2 separate regions of the Ovis aries genome follow, and region 1 is linked to region 2. The links are chromatin contacts, called in public Hi-C maps. All regions are on one chromosome and are shown on one strand. Each heading gives the region's core, a stretch centred on a gene start, on an enhancer-like site or on the middle of the called end of the contact. The rest is flanking DNA. Distances are from core to core; before and after follow the strand shown.

What was found. A called contact is a pair of places that touch in the nucleus more often than the background predicts.
Region 1: a contact with region 2 is called in a Hi-C map of hypothalamus, with 2.3 times the contacts expected there. The contact joins the promoter of BMI1 here to the promoter of SKIDA1 in region 2. A contact is called at or near these places in 6 of 16 Hi-C or Micro-C datasets (blood, hypothalamus, liver and 2 more).

The regions. Positions count from the first base shown.
Region 1 is chr13:22,841,595-22,846,890 of ARS-UI_Ramb_v3.0, reverse strand. BMI1 (BMI1 proto-oncogene, polycomb ring finger) reads right to left here and starts at 2,270. Exons shown (of 10, transcript XM_027976604.2): 1 at 2,159-2,270. It overlaps COMMD3 (COMM domain containing 3), which reads right to left. Exons shown (of 8, transcript XM_004014219.6): 5 at 5,208-5,268; 6 at 5,060-5,116; 7 at 4,908-4,967; 8 at 3,630-4,000. The coding sequence ends at 3,941.
Region 2 is chr13:22,136,804-22,141,514 of ARS-UI_Ramb_v3.0, reverse strand. SKIDA1 (SKI/DACH domain containing 1) reads left to right here and starts at 2,022. Exons shown (of 5, transcript XM_060397323.1): 1 at 2,022-2,473; 2 at 4,166-4,340.

The DNA.
Region 1 (5,296 bases), core at 1,021-3,520, 710 kb before region 2:
AAACCTTCTAGGTTCCACCACAGAAACTGCCAGTTAAGCAAGCAAAAAGGCACCAAACATACTATGGAAAAATACTCAATAGTTAAAACTTGCCATTATAACATACTTAGTTGGGGCACTCAGTTTAGTTGGGGCAGTCAGTTTAGTTGGAGGCCTAACACCAGTCATGTCAAAATGAAGGAAAACAGAAGCAAGTTCTTATGTTAACAATCAGCTTGACTATTGCAGTCTAAGAAATGCAAATGAACTCCATAACCCCAGTTGGGGCTCCCAGCCCAATACAAGTATGGGTAAAGTTGGGGTTAACCTGACTCCTAGGGAGAATTTCACCTTTTAGGGGCACTGAATGCACATCCAAAAACTTAATGGTAGAGCATTAATGGGCTTAAGTACAACTAAATGCTCAATTTTCTTACAGAAGCGTGTGTGTATGTGTATACAAACACACACACGCATACACAGCGGCTTAATGGCTTTAAAGATACTGTTACTAGGTGTAAGCTTATACAGGGAGGTTATTTCAAACCTGCACTTTGGTGCAGATGTATGGAAATTAACTTAATTATTTAAAAATTTATAAATTTGCTCATAAAATCAACCTCAAAGGAATCTACTTAAAAAAAACTCAAATGTTAATATAGTCTTAAGTTAGCATATGCTGTTAACAATTGGCATCCTTAAGCTTCTAGACTATAGTGTGGCTTATGTTTCCAGAACATGGGGGTTAAGGTTTCTATAAAACATAAGTTGAAGTACACATAACATTCTAGGCATCACCAACCTGCATTTGTATTTGAATAAATATGCCCAGGATTTTGCCTACTTTCTGGGAAGGGATTAATACACGCTTCTATTTCAGATACTGAACCGTGACCACTAAGCCCACTAAATCCTTTTATTGCAATTGGGAATGATCAAAGTCTCTATACCTGTTTACTTCCAATTATTAACTGTAAATCTCTAGGAAAATGATCGTGCTACATGGCTGTCAAACCCAAAAGACTGCATAAACATATGCCATCAACTTTTTAGTGCTCCTTTCTCCAAAGCATCTCTTCACCACATGACCTATGCTGACATTTAGTAAAACCTATAAAACGTTGTAGACTTAAGTCATGGTTCTAAGTGCATCCCATACTAGAGGTGGAAAAAAGAGAAAAAAAAAAACCAACACAAAACTGTAGTCTCTGAGACGGGGGGAAAAAGAAAAAGGAAAAAGAGGAAACCTCTTGCAAGACTAACGTCCACTCACCATCATTACTCCAAAAAAAGCTCCAAATTTGAAATGCCCACTTCCCATTGAGCACCTCCCAAGTAATATTTGCAGAACTTATCCGAAACTCTCAACAAATAACACCTAGAAAACTTTACCATTTTAAACACAAACGCAGGAGACCTTGGAAACAACTGGGAACCGCCATCTTACAAGCCATCTAAATTCACCCAAGTGTCCCTCCAACTTAAGTTAATAACATTTTTGTTCGGGCTCCTTTCAGCCTAACATCCACCTTGGCGGGATCGCGGCCCCCCAAGCAACCCGTCCCTATAAAATGGGGGCGTTCTCTGGCTGTTTAAACCCCTCCAAAGCCCTTTCTTCGGGAGAGGAGGGAAGCCACTTGACCCAAGCAGCTCCCGATTTCAGGCACCCGTCCCCGTTTCATCAAAATCTACCTCTCAACAAAGGGCGCCGTGGCCGGGAGAGCCGCAGAGGCTGCAAATAGAAGTATTCTTCTCGGGGGCCATGTGCGTCGCGAGGGTGTAGAGGGGCGCTCGGGGGAGAAAGGAACTAAAACGTGGGGCCGCGCGCGGCGCGTCCGGGCTGGAGCGGGCGGCGGCTGGAGCGGCGCCGAGGCCGGCTGGCGGCGGCGGCGCGGCGCGGGCTGCGGGTCGGTCCCGGCGCCGCGGGAGTCGGCGGGCGGCGGCGGGCGCGCGCTCGCGGGCGCGGGCGGCGCGCGGGGCCGGGCGGCGCGCGGGGCCGGCGGGCGGCGGCGGGCGGCGGAGCGGGGTTCGGCGCCCACGCTGTCAGCGCCCTCCCGGCCGGCGCGGGCGAGGCGCGGTGGGGGGGGGCCGTTCCCCGTCCACCCGCGGCCGGCCTGAGTCCCGCGCGGCCCCCGCCGCCCCCAGGCCCCGTCCCGGAGGCGCCTCGCCTCCTACGTACCCGGAAAAAGCAGCCGGCGAGAGGCGATCGAAGCGGGCGGAAAAGACAATGAAAGTTAAAAGTCGTTCAGCAGAAAATGAATGTGAGCCAAGCGGCCATCTTGAAGCGAGCTGCAGACGCCGCTGTCAATGGGCAACGAGCGCAGCCGAGAGGAGCGGCGGCCGCCGCGCTCGGCTCATGCTGCCTCCCGAGCCCGGCCTCCTCCTCCTCCTCCTCCGCCTCGGCCTCCTCCTCCTCCGCGGCCTCCTCCTCCTCCTCCTTGGCCTCCAACGCCTCCTCCTCCTGGGCCTCCTCCTCCTCCTCGGCCGCCGCCGCCGCCTCCTCCCGCTCCGCACTCGGGGGAGGGAGCGCGCGGAGGGGGCGCGATCAGTATTATTCTGCGGGGCTAGGAGGTGTTTCTAATCCGGATCGGGGCTCCCTCGCCAACATCCCCATTGTCTCGCCCCGATCTCTGCCTTTAATACTACGATTATTATTTCATAGTTGCCGTTGTGGGGGAGGAGGGCGGGTGGGGGGCGCCGTGTGTGTGCGTGCGGAGAGGCGGGGGGAGGGGAGGAAGGCTGAGGACGGGGGAGGGGAGGGTGGAAAAAAAAAATGCACCGCTGAAGGCAGAGTGGAAACTGACACCGGCTCCAAAATGGCTCAGAGTCCGCCCGCCCCCTCCCCCCGCCGCCCCCCCACCGGGTCACGTGCTCCCCTCATTCCTTAAGGGCGGCCTGGGAATTAGTGTCGGTGTAGTCGGGCCCGCGGCCGCCCCCTCCCCTCGGAGTAGCGCGACCCGGCCCCCTCCTCCTCCTCGCTCGGCGCGGCGGCGGCGCTGGCGCGGCTGCGGAGACATTTCTCCACAGCGCCACACGCGCCACCCTGCTCTCGGCGCGGGCATCGCTCCGGCCCCGCACGCAGCTCAGCCCACCCCAACCCCCGTTATTTCTTTCTTTCCGTGGTCCGTCTCCGCCCGCGGCACACATGTCCGCGAGGAGACCGCCGGCCGACAGCCCCCGCTCGGCCCCACGGGCTGCGGCCCAGACTCCGGCGCCGCGTCGCGGAACCTGCGCCCGAGTTGGGCTCGCGGAAACAACAGCGCCCGCCCCAGTCTTCCCGCGGCCGCGCCGGCCCCCTTTCCCGCCCGCCAGTGGCCGAGGCGGGGCGCGCGCGGGCAGCCGCTCGCTCCGGGCAGGGGCTCTGCGCGGGGCCGGCCCTGCAGGGCCTCGGGAGCCCCGCGGGCGAGGGTCGGGCAGCGGGCGAGCCTTCGGGCGCAGTTAACGGAACGGACGGGCTCCCGCCGCTGGGCGACCGCGCCCGCTCCCCACGTCCCGAAGCTGGGGTCTTCAAGCAACCCCGGAGATCGCATCCTTTTCAGTGTGTTTAACTTTAATCCTGAGGAGAGGAGATCGTTAAAAGTTAACGCCAATCGTGTCTATGTCTTCAAAGTAATAATTAACAAACTCAAATCCAGAAACTCTCACCACTCTTTTTGTGGGAACAACTTAATTTATTCAGAATGTAATACTGTCTACTTCCTTTTGGAAGACGTGGAAAAGATCAAATGGGATCAAATGTACGGATAATACTAAAAATTCAAATACTTAGGCAGAAATTCCCTCTTAACCCTTCCACAGGTATAAAAAAATAAAGTGTCAAAACTTATGAGGGACAGAAATCCAAAAGAAAAAAATCTCTTCTGAAAAGGAAGACATCCAACTCGCAGAAATGATAGTTCAGCGGACGGCAAGACGTTCCTGGTCTTCCACTAGATCCGGGCAGATCGTTAACTTTCCCAAGTTACAACTGACTTGCTCTTTCCAGGCTTTTCGAAGCATCTTTAAGTTTTCCTACTAAGTCCTGAAAGATGTATATCATGGCTCGTTTTTAGGATAAAACGCAAGAAAGAAGTATCCAAGCTTGAGAAAGATGTAAGAAAAAAGTCGGGAGACACTTTCTAAACAATTTAAAATTCAAGATTTTAAACCTTTGACAAACCACTATCAAAGTAAAATTTTCCTCTAAAGTATCTCATCTTCAAAATGCTTGCCCTCAGATGTGAAATACAGTTTCTGACTAAATCTTCTGAACACGCAATGTTTACCAAAATTAAATTTCTCAAGTTATTTAACAAGGATAATGCTATATTCACATCTTTTGAAAGTTTAAAGTTCAATTAATGGTTACATTAAAACGACTCTGCAGGAGATTCCTTTGGAAAAAATCAATTTCATCAAAATTTCAAGAGATGTTCTTCATTTTTTTAAATGCTAAGAAATAAATTCGTTGTCATGTCCATTAATCAATGTAATTTTGAATGTCCCCAGTGACTTACACAGGCAATATAAACAGTTTCAGAATTTTTGTAACTTGCCCCTTTATAAAAAGTTATTTAAAACCACTGTTTAAAAATCATGTTTTGAAAGTTTAATTAAATTTCTGAAAGCAAAGAGGACATTTTTCAAAGCCAAGCTTTCTTTTCCTTTGTCTTACTGGCTCAAACACATCACAAATAGAATTTACACTCAACACTACAAGTTTATTTTAATTGAAGGGAACAGCAAACCAGACCAGTTCTCTATTAACATCTTAATTTCAAAAGCCTATTTTAAAATATTGCTTTTGAAGCCCCCTTCCCAACAATTCCTTAACCAACCTTCATTATCTACTGACAGATGGTTAATTTTCTTTTGAACTTTCCATGGGCATAATTCGAAATTAAAAATCTGTAAGAAGACAGGCATATTCACAGATCCTAATACTGTACCTGTAATTGTTCCATGTTGCAACTAAAACTAATCTCTGGGTGGGATCGGGAGTCAGTGTTCTAGGGAAGAAAAAAGTGCTGTTTTATTTAAATCAAGGAAATTGAAAATTTCATTATACATAAATTTTTAGACAGGGCTTCTGTATAAATACCTCTACATTTAAGGTCACCAAATATGCAGGTCTGTACATCTTATCAAGTTGATTGGTCTAAAACAACACAACACAGAGATTTCAGTCTTTAGCTCTTTTTTTTTTAAAGTTCCCTAAATTACCCTAGAGAATATCTGTTAAACTTTACCTTTATCTGATATTCCAACCGCCAAGAAACATCAGTTATATGTGGGAGAGATCTGCCTATACTGAAAGATATAATGATAATTTTGTACA
Region 2 (4,711 bases), core at 773-3,272:
CCACATGCCTCACAAAGGAAAACAGGCAGAGTTTCGTAGGTGTCTCTCAGTTCTTTCTAAAACGTGTTATAAAAGCAAATGACACGTTTTTCCTTTATGAATTTCAGTGTTATTTTGAAAATGCACTTCACGTTAAGAATCCAAGCCTGTTTTTGTTAGGGGTAGCTCAACCCAGCCTTTTAAAACTAAACTCCTTATATACAACAAAGAACTGAATAGTAACAGCGAAACGTGCTTTTCCGAACTCCTTTGAACCCCGACATTCATTTTTGAATCCATACATTTAAAGAGATTTAAAATAGGATATCATAGGCTCTAACTCTCTGGATCCAGAAAAAAAATTTTTTTGCCCACTTTTGTCTCTATCTAGCCATCACTTTACAAATATATCTATGCTGCTTTCCCTCTTTTCGTGTGGAGTCTCAGGCTTGCCCAGCTTCCTCCAATTTAGCGGCACGTTGTAAAGCCTCCTTCCTACGCGGTCTGGAGTTGGGAACCCCTGGCCAGCCGACACTGATCATAAAACTTGCCGACCCGACCCGGCCCGAGCCTTTTGCAGTTCGGGGAGCTGGGGGTGGGGGCAGAGTCCGATCTCGGGACCCCTCCCCCGGGAAGGACGCGCTTGGCGAACTGCTGCGCTGCGGCCGAACAATGGGGGCGGCCGGGCGACCGGAGCCCGACTCCAGCTTCATCGGCGGCGCCGGTCGCGCGCCCGGCCCCCGCCCACCTCGGCCCTCCCCGCCCGCGGTTTCGCGCTCGCACTGCCGGCGCAGCCTTCCTCCCAAGCGCCGCGGCCCGGGCCGGCTCGCCGCTCTCCCCGCCGCCGCCGCGCGCCTGCTTCCCGGCCCTGGGCTGGCCCTCCTTCTTCCGACTGCGACACCGAGGCGCTGCCTTCGGCGACTCCAGTTTTCGCTGCGGCCGCCTTCCCGCTATTTCCTGGATATATTTTCTCAATTTCGCCTTTATTTTCAGAAGTGGTTGAGATGGCTCACTTCCACCTTAATTTTAATTTGCTGTTTCCTTCTGGAAAAGATCCCCCCAGGAAATCCAAAAATCTAGAAGGAACTACAGCAAATCCCATAAAACCTTTAACTCGAAATACATTTCTCTTAAAAAAAAATTTTTAATGCATTTATGTCGTCTACCCAGGCAAAAGAATTCGCCCCTTTTTATTTCCTCCTTTAAATATTGTTATTTTATACTCTCCATCAAGTACATTTTGACGAGAGGGCAGAGAATGTGTCCGGCGGCATGCAGCAAACCAGAGGTTTTATCTTACGCCTCCCGGGACGGTAAAAAAGTGGAACGTGGACGAGGGAGCTTCTTGGGAAGAAGCAACACAATTCGTTGGAGAAGAAGCCAGACCGGGCAGGGGGGAGCGCAGCGGGGGCGTCGAGGGCTCCGGGCAGGGGAGCTGGTCTGAGGAAGAGAGAGGTTTTAAATAGCCGGAGCCGGGAGGGCGGCGGGCCCGCGCATGACAGGACTTTATGAGACAGGATGGAGCAGCGGATGAGATTACTTTGCTTTCTCATCCCCTAAGAAAAAAAAAACTAAAGTTGGAGGGAGGCGGAGAGAACAGCCATCCTTATTTCCTCCCCACGTTTCCGCGGAAGGACCGGGGCTGCGGCGGCCTGGGAGAGAGCGCAGGACGAGTCGGACCAATAGCAGTCAACAGGTCCAGGCCGCGGCAGGGCAGCGGGGCCGGGCCGCCGCGCCCCCTCCTTTCGGGTCCCCTCCCCCGCCTTCTTCTTTCCTCCCCTCCCCTCTCCTCCCCCGCAGGCCCGGCCCGGCAGGGGAGGCCGGTTCTCCACTCCCCGCCCCACCCGGCCCGACTGCGGTCGCCTCGGCCCGGGCTCTCGGGGTGGGGGTGGGGCGGGGGTTCCCTGCCGGAGAATCCTCCCCCGGGGCTGGCGGCGGGGCGGGGCGGGGGGGCGTAGGGGAAGGGGAGGGGATGGAATCGGGGAATGGAGGATTAAGAAGGACTCGAGCTCGGCACGAGCGCGACCGGCGCGAGGGATCCTGGGTAAAAAGTGGCCGCGCGGCACCGGGAGAGCGCGGAGAGGAGCCAGGGTCAGAGGTCAGGGCCCTGGAGCCCCGCTTGCAGAGCCCCCCACGTGAACGCAGCGAGCAGGAGGAACCTTTTTGTTTTCGACCGCGCCAGCATGCTCCCCTATTGACCGAGCTGCTTTTCCCGGGCCGCTGGAGAGAGGAGCTCCATCCCGGATCTCCTAACCCCACCCCACCCCCTCCTTCCACCACCAACACACTACCCAACTCTACCCTTCCTCTCAACTCACTTCCCAGCCCCCCGTACCGGCCTTGCAATAACGCAGTAAATTTGCTTTAACAACAAGTGGGGGTGGTTGCATTTACTCCTCCCTCTCCTCTCTCCTCCCCCTCCTCTTGCTGCGGCTCTTGACACTACTACAAACCAGGACTATAAACATAAACATGTGTCACTGTAACTGGGCAGGTAATATACGGATTTGGGGGTGGCGTGGAGGGGGGCTTCGTCGCCGCTGGGGGGGGGGGCAGTAAAAAAATGTGTGTTTCACGTGCTCGCCGGCTTTGGGGGCTCCCCCCACACACCGATCCGTTTATATAATGCCGATGGCACTCGGTCACTTACTCATTCAGCCACACAGACCCACAAAGGCCGACTTGCCAATAACCATTGTACCCCAAAGCAAATACATTTATATACGACTCTCCTTTCCCAACCACTGCTGCCATTTCTTCTATCAGCAAACAGTAGCGTCAATACTTGAATCCCCTTTCCTTTGAACAAAATTATTTTCCACATAGAAATAGAGAACATTTATCGACCTGAACAGTACGCCGCTCTTTCCCCATAGACAGTAACCTTCACATTTTGTGCGCAGAAATCCTTTCAAAAAGCAAGTAAGGCTATTTAAATGACTGAGTTTGAAATCTGTAATGTAAAGCTTCTTTCTTGGGCTTTCCCTTCTTGCATTTAGCAACTTCTAAAGTTGCTGGGGCTGGAGCTCTGGAGATAGCTACAGCAAGTCTTTATTATTATTATTTAGTCTATATTTACACTGCCGCTCAACTTTTCTCTCTCTCTTAGCTCAGCAAGCCTGGCAACAACTGCTTACGGTAGAGTAAAGCGAATCCCCTCGCAAGCTTTTTGGCTTGAAACAGAGGGAGATTCAGAAAATGTTCAGATGGAGAAGTGGTTCCCTTTGTTCTTTCATTGTTTCTCTAGGAACTGGTTGATACAAGGACAAACACTTACCTTCTCTTCTTTTTGCTCCCCAAACCAGACGTTCCCATCAGCCTGAAAATACACAATCCACCTTGAAAGTAACTACGAATGTCGGGAGAGTTTGTATTCCATTCTTTTTCTCTCTCTGCCCTCTTTTAGCGTAGGATTAAGTTGCCGAGCACGTTGCTGCAAGCTGTAGCCCCCCGCCTTAGTGAATCGGTCACGTTTAGGACCCTCTAAGTCCATCCTAATTCTGCCAGTAGAATTGAGGGTATTGGAAGCTCTAAACTTTCAAAAGAAAAGGGGTCCGCAAGCATCCAGGGAATTTAGGTATCCTCTGAAAATGTTTACCACTGTATTTTTGTACCACATCACCAAAAGAATATGCCAAGAAATACTAGATATTTGAGGAAAATGTATGTGTGTGTGTTTTTTGTTGTTGTTATTTAAGTTTCTACTTAGCAATGCGCTGCTTAGACAGAGGGAGTAAAAAGGCAGGTTCGTAAGGACATTTAACGGAAGGAGTGGGTTTTCCATAATGTTTGTTATGCCATGTGTTTTTTTCAAAACACTACTGGAACTGAGAAAGGAAGCAAGCAGAGATTTGTATTATAGTGTTTTGGAATGGCTTAAAAAGAGGCACTTTGCTTGAAATGAATTTGTGTAAAAACTGGCCTTTAAAGCAAAAAGTGAGCTTTTCAAAGTTGAAAGACAATTTTCACCCTATGATTCCAATATTTAACAAGTGACTTTCCTGGCTAGCATGTGATACGTGTTAGTGTTTAGTGTCCAGCCTGGTGGGCATTACTCCCCAAACCTTGTTTAAAATCTGATTATAATGTGATTTGTTGAAGTCATGAATACGAAATGATCCTTGTGTATCCATAAATGCGAACTTGGAGTTTTTTGATCTCCCGCTTTTTTGTGTGCACCCAGTAGCTGTAGCAGTGGAAGACAGTGATTGGCTCCAGTGCTCCTAGAAGAATCTGGGCTGAAGCCAGGGGAACAGAACCAGAGGATTCCCTTTCCAGAGACCATCAGGCTTCACATGCGGATCTTTCCCTTCTCCCCTCTAGGGTGCTCAGAATTTCAGTGTGGCTTAAGCAGCCCATAGGTAGGCCTCAACACTGAATGTCATCACTTCAGTTCCTACATGTTTGGCTCTCTCTGATGGGAAATAGGAAATAAACAAATATCGGGGTATCCCAAATAAACTGTGGATCTTGAGGTTTGTGGGTTATTGAATACACCAACACAGAACTCTATACTTTCTCAGATTTTTTTCCCTACATTCACGATCAATTGTAAGAGGCCCTGGTGTCTCGTAGGAAAATATTGCAACAAAACAAGATAATTGGGGGAAAGGCAGTTGCAGTAGGAAAAGTGGTTTTTCTTTGATAGCATTTAATTGGAATTAAAAGATTCTTGAGCTGTAAACATTCTTTATTTATTCAGCACACATAAGCAGGCATTGTTTTATCACTA